Regions from separate parts of the Mus musculus genome. Here region 2 is linked to region 1. A link is a contact called in public Hi-C data. All regions are on one chromosome and are shown on one strand. Each heading gives the region's core, a stretch centred on a gene start, on an enhancer-like site or on the middle of the called end of the contact. The rest is flanking DNA. Distances are from core to core; before and after follow the strand shown.

What was found. A called contact is a pair of places that touch in the nucleus more often than the background predicts.
Region 2: a contact with region 1 is called in a Hi-C map of embryonic stem cells, with 3 times the contacts expected there. The contact joins two enhancer-like sites. A contact is called at or near these places in 7 of 39 promoter capture datasets (the 3T3-L1 cell line, 3T3-L1-derived adipocytes, cranial neural crest and 4 more), 6 of 484 Hi-C or Micro-C datasets (the G1E-ER4 cell line and embryonic stem cells), 1 of 115 datasets of contacts at active chromatin or transcription factors (embryonic stem cells) and 1 of 9 other capture datasets (embryonic stem cells).

What each region holds. Positions count from the first base shown.
Region 1 is chr6:39,266,760-39,273,627 of GRCm38.p6, reverse strand. It overlaps Gm26008 (a long non-coding RNA gene), which reads left to right. Exons shown (of 6, transcript XR_001785221.2): 3 at 390-565; 4 at 2,929-3,084. Among named protein-coding and RNA genes, the nearest start is that of Gm34147, 4.6 kb to the right of the region's middle. Within about 2 kb of position 4,432, at least 39 of the 459 cell types and tissues checked have an H3K27ac peak or open chromatin away from gene starts, as enhancers often do. A contact at or near this core is called in embryonic stem cells, where this site is marked.
Region 2 is chr6:39,449,894-39,456,732 of GRCm38.p6, reverse strand. No RefSeq gene overlaps it. Among named protein-coding and RNA genes, the nearest start is that of Gm52860, 17 kb to the left of the region's middle. Within about 2 kb of position 1,867, at least 23 of the 459 cell types and tissues checked have an H3K27ac peak or open chromatin away from gene starts, as enhancers often do. A contact at or near this core is called in embryonic stem cells, where this site is marked.

The sequences.
Region 1 (6,868 bases), core at 3,183-5,682:
TCTTCTGGTCTCTGCAGGTACTGCATGCAGATGGTACACAGGCAGACAGACAGACACACAACACACCAATACACAGAAAATGTAAAAGCTAATAGTATTTAAAAGATGGGCATAGTGTTGCATGCCTGCCATCCCAGCACTTGGGAAGTAGGGGCAGGACAATTAGCAGTTCAACGCTAGCCTCAGCTACAGAGTGAGTTGGAGGACCAGCTATCTGTTGGGCTACGTGAGATCTATCTCAAAAGACAAAAATAAGCCCATACTCCTTAATTTTTTTTCCTTTTTATCTATTTACTGTGTGTCTGTGGGGGAAAGTGCATGTGTACTACAATGTGTGTGGAAATCAGAGGACAATTTCTGGGCATATGTTTTCTCCTCCCACCATGTAGGTCTTGGGGATTGACTCAGTTCTTCAGAGCAGAAAGAAAGTCCTTTATTCCTCGAGCCAGCTCATCATCCCACTTGCTTCTTTTGATTCCGGATCTAATGAAAGAATCTTTCATTTATATGATGTCTTCTGTTAGTAATTTCTTGTCTGACGACTTCCTTATCCCTCTCTTTGGCTGTAAGTCCTTTCTGATTTCGTTTATATCAAATTACCTTAATATTTTAAAAATACTTTTTAAAAATTATTTATTTATTGAGACAGGATATCATTGTGTAGTCTGGCCTGGAACTCCATGTGTAGACCAGGCTGGCCTTAAACACCTAGTAGTCCAACGGTCTCTGACTTTTAAGTGCTGGCTTAGTGTGCACCTCAATGTTCAATCAACTAACCCTGTAGCAGGTCTATTTCAGACCTGCCAGCAGTATGAATAATGACATAGAGGCTTTTTAAATATTTTAAAGCTTAGGCTTTTCAGCTAGAGCAGTCCCCAGCTATTCTAACCTGACTAATCCCAGGACTAGATCCTGTCAGGCTAGCTCCACCTCTCTGCTCTGCTCTGGTCTGTCCCTTTTACCTTGGTGTCCGCTGGCTGAGTCTGTTTCTTCTCCCAGCCTCCCTCCCCCTGCCCAGAAGTTCCTGCCCAGCTATTGGCCATCCACTCTTTATAACAGCCAATCAGATACAATTCTAGATTGTCTTAGGCAGGTAAGGAAGAAGGAAGATTTACAAAATAGACTGATCATGGGCCATAGAGATAACAATACCAAGATCTTGCCAATATTTAACTTTCTGCCTGTACAAAATTACAGAGACACACCTTCACACAGTGTACCCCAACAAACTCACTATTAAAATAAACATAACAGGGCTGGAGAGATGACTGAGCACTGGCTGTTCTTCCTTGAGTCCTGAATTCAATTCCCAGCAACCATATGGTGGCTCACAACCATCTGTAATGAGATCTGATGCCCTCTTCGGTCATGCAGACATAAATGCAAATAGAATCTTCATGTACATAAAATACATACATAAATAAATATTTTAAAACAAACAAACCCCATTTAGCTTTTGACAATGTCTTGTAACCTAGGCTAGCCTCAACCTTGGGTTTCTATCGCCTCAGCCTCCAAAGTTCTACAGTTATAGGTGTGTAACATGGTGTCTGGTTTAAAATTCCATTCATTTTTTTTAAATGTCTGAGTATTAGAAGAAAAACATACTATTGTGCAGGAAGACTATTCAGGATTATGGCAATAATCATTTAAACATGGAAGGAACTCAGGCTGTAAATACAGGGACAGGAAGGGATTTAGAACCAAAGGGCAGGATGAAGTGGGCAGCAGATGGAAGATTAGTGACAGAAAAGATGGAAGATTAGTGACTAGAAATCAGGGGTTACTCGATAAACTGGCTGAACAAAGTTCTTGCTGATCTGTTAAGGGTTTAGTTATCTTTAGCCATCAATGGTGGTGTGTCAGGAACTCAATCAGATATAGAGGGTCAAGAGGTGACACAGCAAGGACCTGTGATGATACTTGCCTTTGGTTTCAAACCCCAGGACAAGGGACAGAGGTGTATGTATTTCACACATCAAAGCAGACCTGGCCTCCAGTTCTTCCTGAATCCTTCAGTCCCTACTTGGCACTTCCTTCAACCCTGAACTTCCAGCCCAGAGGCTGGGCTGCTCTTCCTCAGAGTCTCTTTCTTAGATAAAACAGACATTTTGGTCTTCTCCATCTCTCTTCTTTTCCTTCTCTCTCTTCTCTCTCTACCCACACACCTTTTTTCTCTTTCTCTCCCCACACCCTCTCTCCCACTGGTGACTTGCCTGGCCTTAATCCTTGGCATCAGTAACTTTGCCCAAGAGTAACTTGACAGTAAGCCTACATTTAATACAATCTAATCTGGTTTAAATTGTCTCCTTTCTTCAGCGGAGAAATTGCCTATCTACTAGGCTGAGCATGCCAAGAACAGTATGAAGGCCAAGCAAGGCCCAGGCCTTGCTGAAAAGATATTCTAGTTGGTCATGGCAGCATACATCCTTAATCCTGGAACTCCCTAGGCAGAGGCAAGTAGATCTCTGTGAGTTTGAAGTCAGCCTGATTTACATAGAGAGCTCCAGGCCAGCCAAGGGTACACTGTGAGACCCTCTCTTAGAGGTGCACGATGTAGGGGTTAATGTTTGATTAAAGTGAAAGTCTTGTGTTTCTGTTTTTGTTTTTTGTTTTTAAAGACAGTTAGCCCAGCGTGGCCTGGAATTCAGCAATGGTTCTGCCTCAGCTTTCTGAGTGCTGGGATTGCAGATGTGACCCACCACACTTGGCTAGGGAGTGTCTTTATTACAAGTTGACTTTTTTGATTGTATATTACACACTGTGAGTTGGCCCTTTAGATATTAATGGTAAAGAATGGTGTGTGTGTGTGTGTGTGTGTGTGTGTGTGTGTGTGTGTGTGTGTGTGTGACTAATGGGGGAGGCCACATGAGTACCTACCTGTATGTGTAGAGGCCAACAAAAATTTTAAATGTTTCTTTGTGTCAGTTTATGTGGTCATGTGTGCAGGTACCTTCAGAGGCCAGAAGAGGACGCTGGATCCCTGGAGCTGGAGCCATAGGCAGTTGTGAATCATCTGACTTGGAAGCTGGAAACTGAAGTGAAGTTAATCACTTTTGACAGAATAACTCATAGGTGGTAGAGGTATTTATTTTAGATTAATCACACCAGGAGGTGCATAACCATTGTACTAACAGGGACACTCAGTTTGATCACTTGGGTGGGTGTGGCCCGCCAGCTCTCTCTGTTGGAAAGGGAATTTATTCCTTTGGTAATTTCTGCATTGTCTGGAAGTGCTTCTTTAGCCAACATATTTTGCTCTCTAGTAACCTTCCATAATCTTTGCCCAAGTCGTTTATGTCACCAGGGGCTACATAGCCGTGATTTCCAATTTTAATATTTTTATTAGCATGTACTAGTGATACATGACCATGGGTTTCCTTACGGCATTTTCATGCACGTGCATACTGTGTTTCCGTGGTCTTTGGCACCCCCTTACTTCTTGTTCACTCTTCTCCCTCTCCTGCTGATTCCTTTCCTTAACCAGTTCTTATCCTATTTCCCTGTCGCGCGTGCGTGCCTGCGTGTGTGTGTGTGTGTGTGTGTGTGTGTGTGTGTGTGTGTCCCAATTGTTTGTGGGATTTGGAGCGCCTTATCAATGGCTACAATACTAAAGAAAATGTCTCTTCCTGCCAGCATCCCATAACTGCGTATAGATCTTCAGGGAGGGTGGAGGCTCGTAAGTCCCTCCCTCTTCTTGACTGATGTGGACAGGGCCCAATCAGTACTAAATTGCTAATAACCATCCTTGGTCAGGCCAGGGATGTGGCAAGAAAGACTTCTTCCACATCAACCGGAAGCCTCTCCTGGGACAAGGGAATTGAGTGGTAGTCCTGGATTTATTTGGATGTCAACTTCAGCAGGGTGGGCCAGCAACAACTTAGCAGGGGTAGGGGAGGTGGCAAGGTAGGGTGAGGGTAAGGGCGAGGGTGAAGGTGAGGGCGAGTGTCAGATGTACCTTTGCCCAGGTAGTCAGCTGGGAAAGCAGAGACACCGGGCCAAGCTGGAGGTCGTGACCGCCTGGAGAAAAGACCTCCCCTTTCTGATTTACACAAAGGTTCCCCATGAGTTTGCGGGAGCCTCCACTGGTCTGAAAGTGTTCCAGGTTCAACACCGAGGGCTTATTATCTCAATAAGAAAAAGCTGCCTCTTCCCAACAGGAATTTCCAGTCGTGGTTATTAGCCTAGGTGTGACCCAAAGGTAAGAGTCATCGAGTTTCTCCTCAGCTCAGGTTCACCCCACAGTCTGTTCCCTGGTGCTTTTCTTAGCTTTTCTTAGCACAGCCTTTCACCCGTCTTTTTTTTTTTTTTTTCTTTCTCCACTTTGACCTCAGGGTGTCAGCTTCAGGCTGTGTTTAGTCTTAATGCCAGTACCACAAGTCTCTGGTCTTTCCTCCCCTCCCCCTTCCTTCTCTCTCCCTGGCTTAGAAAGAAGTGACTAAACGAGTCCCTCCCGAGGTGAGGTGAGCTCTCTCCCGGGAGTCACAGGGTGGGGTGAGGTGGGTGACATCAAGGGAAAGGGAAAAGGAAAAACAAATAGAAGCAGATGTCTCTGCAGCCCAGGTCCTGGCCTAGGGGATCATGGGGGCACAGAGGAGGTGGGGGGGGGGCGGGGTAGGGACAGGGATGGCAGCTGATAAGTGTTTCCAACCTGGGCCTGGACTCCCTGGAGCCTGAAGCTAGCTGGGCTTCTTAGTCCTTACCTCTCCACGGTCACCTGATTCCTCTTCCAGGGATAGGCCAGTGGCCCTCTCTTCCCTTCCTCCTTATGTGGATTGAGGTCATTTGTAGCCACCCTCCTTTGAGCCAGTGAACACCACATGTTTAAAGTGTGTGGAAACAACTATGGACCAAGTCTGCTGTGTCACCAGGAAACACTGGGTTCCCTTTGCAGGTTCTCAGTTTCATAGACGAGATAATTAAAAATGGATACAGAAAAGAACTCACCAGTTATTATGCCTAAGGAAAACAAACAGCCAGACAGTGGAGGTTGGGATCCTTGAAGCTGCATGGAGCACAGAGCCAGAAGGAGCTAAGCCTGCAGGCTCAGCAAGGAGACCTTACACCTGTGGGGGCTTTGGGTTTAAGTACTGTCATCCGTACAGGGATAGTGCTTCCATTTTAAAATGTTTATCTTCAAGTGTGGTAGCATAATGAACAGGCATTCAATGCCATCCACAGCTGTCCAGTGAGTGTGGGGATACAAAAGACTGTCCCAAAGCAAAAAGGAAAGCTGGGTGCAGTGTCGCACACCCAGCACTCAGGAAGCAGAGGCGGGTAGATCTCTGTGAATTTGAGGGCAGCCTGGTCTACAAAGTGAGACCCTGTCTCAAAAAACAAAATGATGATGATGATGGTGATGATAGTCATTCCTGACCCCACACTGGCTTCCTGCTTGTGTTTACTCCATTCCTGTCAGTGGTGGTATGGGATTGAAGATTTAGCTTCACTTTAGCTATCAACTGTGGCAGCCATTTTCTCCCCTTTATAGAGCTCCCCTCCCTTACAGGGACCTCAAACCCAATTATAATCATCACAGCAGGAAAGAATTTTGGACAAGGCCAGCATGAAGCAGAGATAGAGTTTATTTCATTTGAAACCTGGCGTCATGTAGCCCAGGCTGTCCTCAACCTTGCTATGTATCAGAGTTTAACCTTGACTTTCTGATCCTCCTGGCTCTCCCTCTCAAGTGCTAGGATGACAAGCATATACCATCATGCCTGCTTTTATGGGGTGTAGAGTTCAGACCCAGGACGTTGCACTTTCTAGGTTAGCACTCTACCACCTGAGCTATAGCCGCAGCATCACAGCTCGGATTTAGTTTGTTTAGCTGTTGAGACAGGGTCTCACTGTGTGTCCCTGGCTGGTCTGGGACTCACAGAAATGACCTGTTTCTGCTTCCTGCATGCTAGGAATAAAGGTGCTTGCTGCCATTCCTTACAGAGTTTATTAAATAGCACAGATAGATAGATAGATAGATAGATAGGTAAATAGATAGAGATAGATAAGATATAGATATGTTTTTCTGAGCCCTGGCTGTCCTGGAACTAGTTCTGGAGGTAGTGGCAGCAGATAGACTCTGGAGGTGGAGTTCCAGGCAGTTGGGAGTTGCTTGACACGGGGGATGTTGGACTCCTGGCTGCAGGTGGAGTATGTGAGCCATTTCCCCAGACTCTTTATAAAACATTATTTAAACATACTTAAGAGCAGAGGTTAATAGAGAGGTGCTTAGGACAAAGGGTCGAGTCCAGCTGGCTTAACAATACTTACATGTAGGATTCTGGTTGTTTCGAAAGTTGTTATTTACAAAGTTTGCTAAGAAATGTAAATGAAATCTCAGGATGGACAAAGGTATGCCAGACAGGATTGTACTTGACACAGGGAAGCAATAGGATGCCTCACTGTGAATTAGTTAATAATGTTTTTAAATTGGCTGTGTATATATGTGTGTGTGTGTCTATCTATCTATCTATCTATCTATATCTGCACATGCATGAGGAGGTCAGAGGTCAATTAAAGGAGTTAATTCTATATTTCTACCATGTCAGTCCAGGTGATAGAACTTGGGTTGGCACCTTTACCCACTGAGCCCTTTTGCCAGCATAATATAATGTAATGTAATATAATGTAATATAATATAATATAATACAATGTTTTGTATGTGGAATTCTGGGAAAAAATCTAGGAGAGGAGTAAGGTCCTACCTGAGGTCATACAGATGCAGGCCTTAAGCCAGGTTTGTTGTTATTTTAACATTCATATCTGAAAGTATTTCTATATAAAAGAAATACTTCCTCTGGTGGTAACAATATAACAAATGTTGATAACCAGGAAGGTTTTTTGTTTTGTTTTGTTTTTTTGTTTTTGT
Region 2 (6,839 bases), core at 618-3,117, 190 kb before region 1:
GTGTTCACAATTGCCTGTAACTCCAGCTCCAGGGGTTTGATGCTGTCTTCTGGCATCCAAGGGGACCTGCGTGCACATGGGCATGCACACCACTCACACACACACACTACATACATGTGCCACACGCATTTTTTTAAATGTTTGAAAAAAGAGCAGGAAAACATTATACAACCATGAAAGCAATAGATGAGTGTCATTCTCTCTCAAAGGGAGGGGCCTCTTTGTTGCTGGAAACAGCTTTTTCCTTCACCCAGGTACCTTAACAGCATGCTAAGCAAGACCTTTACCACAGATCCTGCAAAGGAAACCACACAAAGAAATTTCCAGAGGCTTGGTGAGGGTGAAGCCAGAGCTAAGGAGTTCCAGAGGCTGAGAGATGTGGTAAATTCTCCTTCCCTCTTGTCTTGGTTTCCCTGAGCCCTGGGACAGTACAGGCTAATCCTGTATGCTCCCGGCCTTGCATTTTCCACCCGTTTCCTTGTTCGATTGCAATGAAAGTCCCAGAACATAAACTTAGCCGTTTTTAAAGTAAAGAATTCGGGGGCATGCAGTATACTCACGGTATGCAATTACAACCTCTCTTGCATTAATAAACTTCCTTTTCCTAAACCAGAATGCACATCCATTTGGCAGTGGTCCCTTCTAGGCAGACTTTGGTGGTAGGTGGGGCTATTTCAGGTCTGACCAGAGGCAAGAACAGGAAACAGCAAAACAAGGCAGGTGAACAGGCTATTACTACCCACACCTGTCGAAGCCAATTAACTGTGCTCCATGACTCTCTATTGACCACACCTTAACCCCACCCAGGCCCTAGGTGGAGTTCAGTTGCCAGCTTCTGGCTACAATTAGGTAGCCTGGTACCAGCTTCCCTAACAAGGACAAGGTCTGTGTCCCTTACCTGCCCACCCTTTTCCTAACGGACACACGGACACACACAATTCTACAACCAAACATCACAGGCACAGTCCCTTCCCAGCAGGACTAATTCCTGTACTCCCTGGGCAGAGTAGAGGCTACATTGTTCTAGAGAACAGAGATTTACTGCAGATTCGCACAGAGCTAGACTTGGGCTCTGGCTAAATGACAGTCGTAAAACTACTTGAGCAAGGGTCTGTGGGTGCAGCAGGACCGTGTTCACAGGCCAGCAGAGCAGTAGGGTTTGGCCACCGTGTAAGCAGGATGGCCCCTGCCCACCCTGTTCCTCAAGTTTCTCTTGGAGCCCTGGAGCCTGGACTGAGGCTCTTCTCCACACTATTATCTCTGTGCCTCAGCAACCTATGGGAAAACTCCAAGCAGGGCCAGAGATGGCATAGCAGGACCAGCCTGTAAGGTGGGGCCAGCCTGTGTTAATGAGACTCGTGAAGAAGCTGGTAAATTTCCTAGTGATAACAAATTCAAGAGAGTAGAAAGGAAGAGGCAGTTTCGCTTCGTTGTTGGACTTCCTGTGGGTTATTCCATTTTGTTTTGAGACAGCCCCCTCCCTAACTGTCCTGGAACTCACTGTATGTCAGGCCGCTCTCAAACTCTCAGAGATCTGCCTGCCTCTGCCCCATGACTGCTGGGATTATAAGCATATGTCATGCCCACCTTGATGTAGGCATAATATTACTGTGCTCTGTGTAATTCAGGTGTTGATTTCTGTGTTCCCTTACCTGGTTGTAATCCTTATTCTGAGACTCTCCTGTCTCGAGGTTCTGTAAACACGGCTCCCCAGCCTTTCCCTGATTAGTCAATAAAGAAGCTGATCAGCTAATGAATGAGCAAGGGAAAGCATAAACCTGGGCTTCCTCCCAGCCCTGGGAGGTTGAGGGGGTAAAAGAGAGAGGAAAAGGAGATTAGCCTTGGGGAGAGACTTCCGGAGACACCTTGAGAAAACAGCTGGAGCACAGAAAGCCATAAAATGCAAGTATGTCAGGATTTTAGCTGGGAGGTAGCCAGATTAGCACAGAGGATTAATGGAGTAATTCTGCCCAGTTGTTGTGCCCTTCAAGCTTGATAAATACATAGTCAGTTCTCAATGATCTGGGTGCTAGCTGGGTCAAGAGGAAAGCTGACACATTTGTAAAACAATGTGGCTAACACCTTGAATTCGTTTTTAATCCATACAGCTTTGCAGAAAGGGATGCCAGTGTCCAGAAAAGGCAAAAATGGCCAGCATTGTGACTTGACAGAAAACAATGTTTAAATCCTTTTTTTAAAAAGATGTAGGGGGGCTGGTGAGATGGCTCAGGGGTAAGAGCACTGACTGTTCTTCCAAAGGTCCTGAGTTCAAATCCCAGCAACCACATGGTGGCTCACAACCATCCGTAACAAGATCTGACTCCCTCTTCTGGTGTGTCTGAAGACAGCTACAGTGTACTTACATATAATAATAAATAAATCTTTAAAAAAAAAATAAAATAAAAAAAAATAATAAAAAAAAAAATAAAAAGATGTATTAAAAAAAAAAAAAAAAGCCGGGCGGTGGTGGTGCATGTCTTTAATCCTAGCACTTGGGAGGCAGAGACAGGCAGATTTCTGAGTTCGAGGCCAGCCTGGTCTACAAAGTGAGTTCCAGGACAGCCAGGACTACAGAGAAACCCTGTCTCGAAAAACCAAAAAGAAAAAAAAAAAAAAAAGAAAAGATTTATTTATTATTTATAAGTACACTATAGCTGTTTTTCAGATGCCCCAGAAGAGGGCATCTGATCTCATTACAGATGGTTGTGAGCCACCATGTGGTTGCTGCGATTTGAACTCAGGACACTGAGCCATCTCTCCAGCCCATCTTAAATCCTTAAATGGGGAAAAACTCTTACCCTCTTCTTCTACAAGCTGGGATCCGCATCCCGAATTCTCCCATTGACAAGGACGCAAAGCTTCATCCAATGAACTGTTTGGGACTTGGACCTGCCTTCCCAGTCCCATGCCATTCTGGGCTCAGTCACTTAGAAGACCGCCTGTACCTTACTAACTCTCAGAATTCTTCTTTTTTTTTTTTTTTTTATAAGTACACTGTAGCTGTCTTCAGATGCACCAGAAGAGGGCATCAGATCTCATTATGGATGATTGTGAGCCACCATGTGGTTGCTGGGATTTAAACTCAAGACCTTTGGAAGAGCAGTAGGTGCTCTTAACCACAGAGCCATCTCTCCAGCCCCAGCTCTCAGAATTCTGAGACAAGCAGGTGCTAGCCCCTAGCTAAGGGAGGGAGAGGTCATATTGAAAGTAGACCATAACTATTTCCTACACTGGGCAACATGGGGACCCAAAGCCTATAACAGCCTGGCAAGAGATATCGTCTAGAGCAGAGGCTGTCAACCTTCCTAGTACCGTGAACCTTTAACACAGTCCCACATGTTATAGTGACCCCCAACCATAAGATTACTTTAATTGGGCTGGTGAGATGGCTCAGTGGTTAAGAGCGCCAACTGCTCTTCCAAAGGTCCTGAGTTCAAATCCCAGCAACCACATGGTGGCTCACAACCATCCGTAACGAAATCTGATGCCCTCTTCTGGAGTGTCTGAAGACAGCTACAGTGTACTTACATATAATAAATAAGTAAATAAATAAATAAATATATATAAAAAAGATTACTTTCATTGCTACTTCATAAGTGTAATTTTGCTGCTATTGTGAATTATAATGTACATATCTGACATGCAACCCCTTCTGATAGCTTAAATCAACATATTTCTGGTTCTTATTTCAGCCTTTTGTTTCTTTTTAAAAAAGAGTCTCTCTACTCTAAGCAGCCCTGGTTGGCCAGGAGCTCATGGTGTGGACCAGGCTTGGACCCTCCTGTCTCTGCCTCCTGAGTGCTCAGATCAAAGGTCCACACCCCCACGTGTGTCTTGTTTCATTCTTTGTATAAAATTGTTAGCCTGTCATAGAAATGGCAGAGAGAAGCCAGGAATCTTCCTTCAGTACCTTTTGACCAAACTATAAATAAATGGATTTCCCTTTATCAAGATCTCCTGAACGATTTTAAGAAGCTTAATACTTGCCGGGCGTGGTGGCGCACGCCTTTAATCTCAGCACTCGGGAAACAGAGGCAGGCAGATTTCTGAGTTCGAGGCCAGCCTGGTCTACAGAGTGAGTTCCAGGACAGCCAGGGCTATACAGAGAAACCCTGTCTCAAAAAAATAAATAAATAAATAAATAAATAAATAAATAAATAAATAAAAGAAGAAGAAGAAGAAGCTTAATACTTACAAATCAGGACTGGAGAGATGGTTCAGTGGTTAAGAGAATCTATTGCTCTTCCAGAGGAAGAGCAACTCAATTCCCAGTGTTACAGTAACACTCCCTGTAACAGCAACCCTGCTCTAGACTTCATGGATACCCACAAACATTACACACACACACACACACACACACACACACACGCATGCACGCACAATTTAAAATAATAATAATAGTAATAATAATAATAGAAGACATGATTCTGGACATGATTCTGGTGTGCCTATACCATGATTAGGAGGCAGACTCATGGCTGATAATCTGGGCTAAAAATAATCAAGGGGATTCTCATCTGCTGGGAGTTTCCCCTCTGTTCCCTGGCCTTGGATGTCCGTTATCTACAAATACATATTGATTAGTTTATAAAGGAAAGAGGCTTTTTGGATTTTGACTGTGCTCATGTATGAGGAATACTCTTAGTTTTATGGCCTGGAGAGGTCCTGGTGAAGTCTCACAGTTCAGACCTCCTCGGTTTGCTTTGTGTTCTGAGTGCTCATCTGTGAAGATGGTGCATTTTAAGTGTTCTTTTTGAAGGCTTGGTTAAGCCAGTAGCTGAGTATTTGCTGGTCCTGTGATGGGAAATTTTGGGCTCCTTTGGCAGAGTCCTCTTTTATTTGCTTTCTATGTGACTTGCTTTGGCATTGTCTTTATGGTGTAGGTGAGAATCTGGGTTCACAGGTTACTTGCTGGCAAAGAATTATCCCAGGGACACAGGGTAAGAAATAGAAACAGGAGCCGGGCAAGGTGGCACATGCCTTTAATCCCAACACTTGGGAGGCAGAGGCAAGTGAATTTCTGAGTTCGAGGCCAGCCTGGTCTACAAAGTGAGTTCCAGGACAGCCAGGGCCATAAAGAGAAACCCTGTCTCAAACAAACAAACAAAAGAAATGGGGAGCCAGCATCATGAAGCAGAGGTCCAGGCACCTGTGGACACACCCACACTGATCGATCACCTGACACAATCCCTGGGATCCACGTGGTGGAAAGAGCAAATTGACTCGTGAAAGTTCACCTCCACATGGGTATGTGATATACACATAAAAATGTCACAAGCCTCATAACTCTTTATAGGTCATCTCTATCGCACCTGCCTCGCCCACCTTTGTGGAACATAAGCTTCTCTTGAGCATGCTCTGTTTGCTGTGTGTAGCCCCACTAGGGAAGAGTTTCCAGTCTTCCTATGCCAACTAGCTCCTTTCCTGTTAATTTCTTTAAAAGATGTGTTTATTTATTATGCATACAGTGTGCTGTCTGCACGTATGCCTACTGGCCAGAAGAGGGTGCCAGATCTCATTAGAGATGGCTGAGAGCCATCATGTGGTTGTTGGAATTGAACTCAGGTCCTCTGGAAGAGCAGCCAGTGTTTTTAACCTCTGAGCCATCTCTTTAATATAAGGGTATGCCAATCCTTTCTTTCTTTTTGTTTTTTGTTTTTTTGTTTTTTGTTTTTTTGTTTTTTGTTTTTTCAAGACAGGGTTTCTCTGTGTAGCCCTGTCTGTCTTGGAACTCACTCTGTAGACCAGGCTGGCCTCCAACTCAGAAATCTGCCTGCCTCTGCCTCCCAAGTGCTGGGATTAAAGGCGTGCACCACCACGCCCGGCTCAGTTTACTCTTTATTCTCCCGTTTGAGTGTGAAGCCATGTGGACTCATGGTGAATCTCCTTGAAGTAGTAGTTGACCTATGATAAATGACTTTGGCTCTCCAAGGCTTACATACCTTTTGGGGTATTGTCTTTGTAATGGGAGAAAATTTAAGATTCTTGGCTGTGGTATGGTGGTACATGTCTGTCACCCCAGGAACTGGTAGGTGGATCAGGAAAGGGCAGGAGTTCAAAGCCACCTTCAGTCTCAGAATGAGGTCAAGGTCAGACTGAGTTATCTGAGTCCCTTTCTCAAAAAATAATCCATCATTCTTGGCTTGCATTTGAATTTGAGTAAATTGTTTAGATTCCTACTACTATTAGTGTAGAATTATGTGAGCCTGTAGTGGCCAAGCAGTAGTGTAAACCTTTGATCCCAGCACTTGGGAGGGAGAGGCAGAGAGATCTCTGAGTTTGAAGCCAGCCTGGTCCAGTTTTCTCTCTCTGTCTCTCTGTCTGTCTCTGTCTCTCTCTCTCTTCCTCCCTCTTTCTCTCTCTCTCCTTCCCTCCTTCTTTCTCTCCCTCTCTCTTCCTCTCTCCCCCTCCCCTCTCCTCTCTCCCCTCTCCCCTCTTCCCTCTCCCCTTTTCTCTCCCCTCCCCTCTCCCCTCTCCCTCTGTCTGCCTGCAAGCTCTTTCTCTCTCCCCTCTCCCTCCCCATGGCAATTTCCCTTGCCTCAGTCTTCAGGGCCAGTGAACTCACCCAGCTGAGAGCAGCTTCCCAATAAACCTACATTTATTATAATCTAATCTGATTTGAATTGGCTCATTTCACCAGAAGAGAAATAACTTCTCAGAGACAATGGAACTTAGGGTCCAGTCCCAGCAAGACCCTGCCCATCTCAGCTGCATATGCTCTGGGGATCAAAGCCTTCTGCCTTCCAGACCCTGTGGAGCAAAGTCTCCCTGCTTGATGACCTGTATTGGTTTATGGCAGCGTTCTAGAGCCTGGAAGTAATCAGCCATCCTTTGCATCA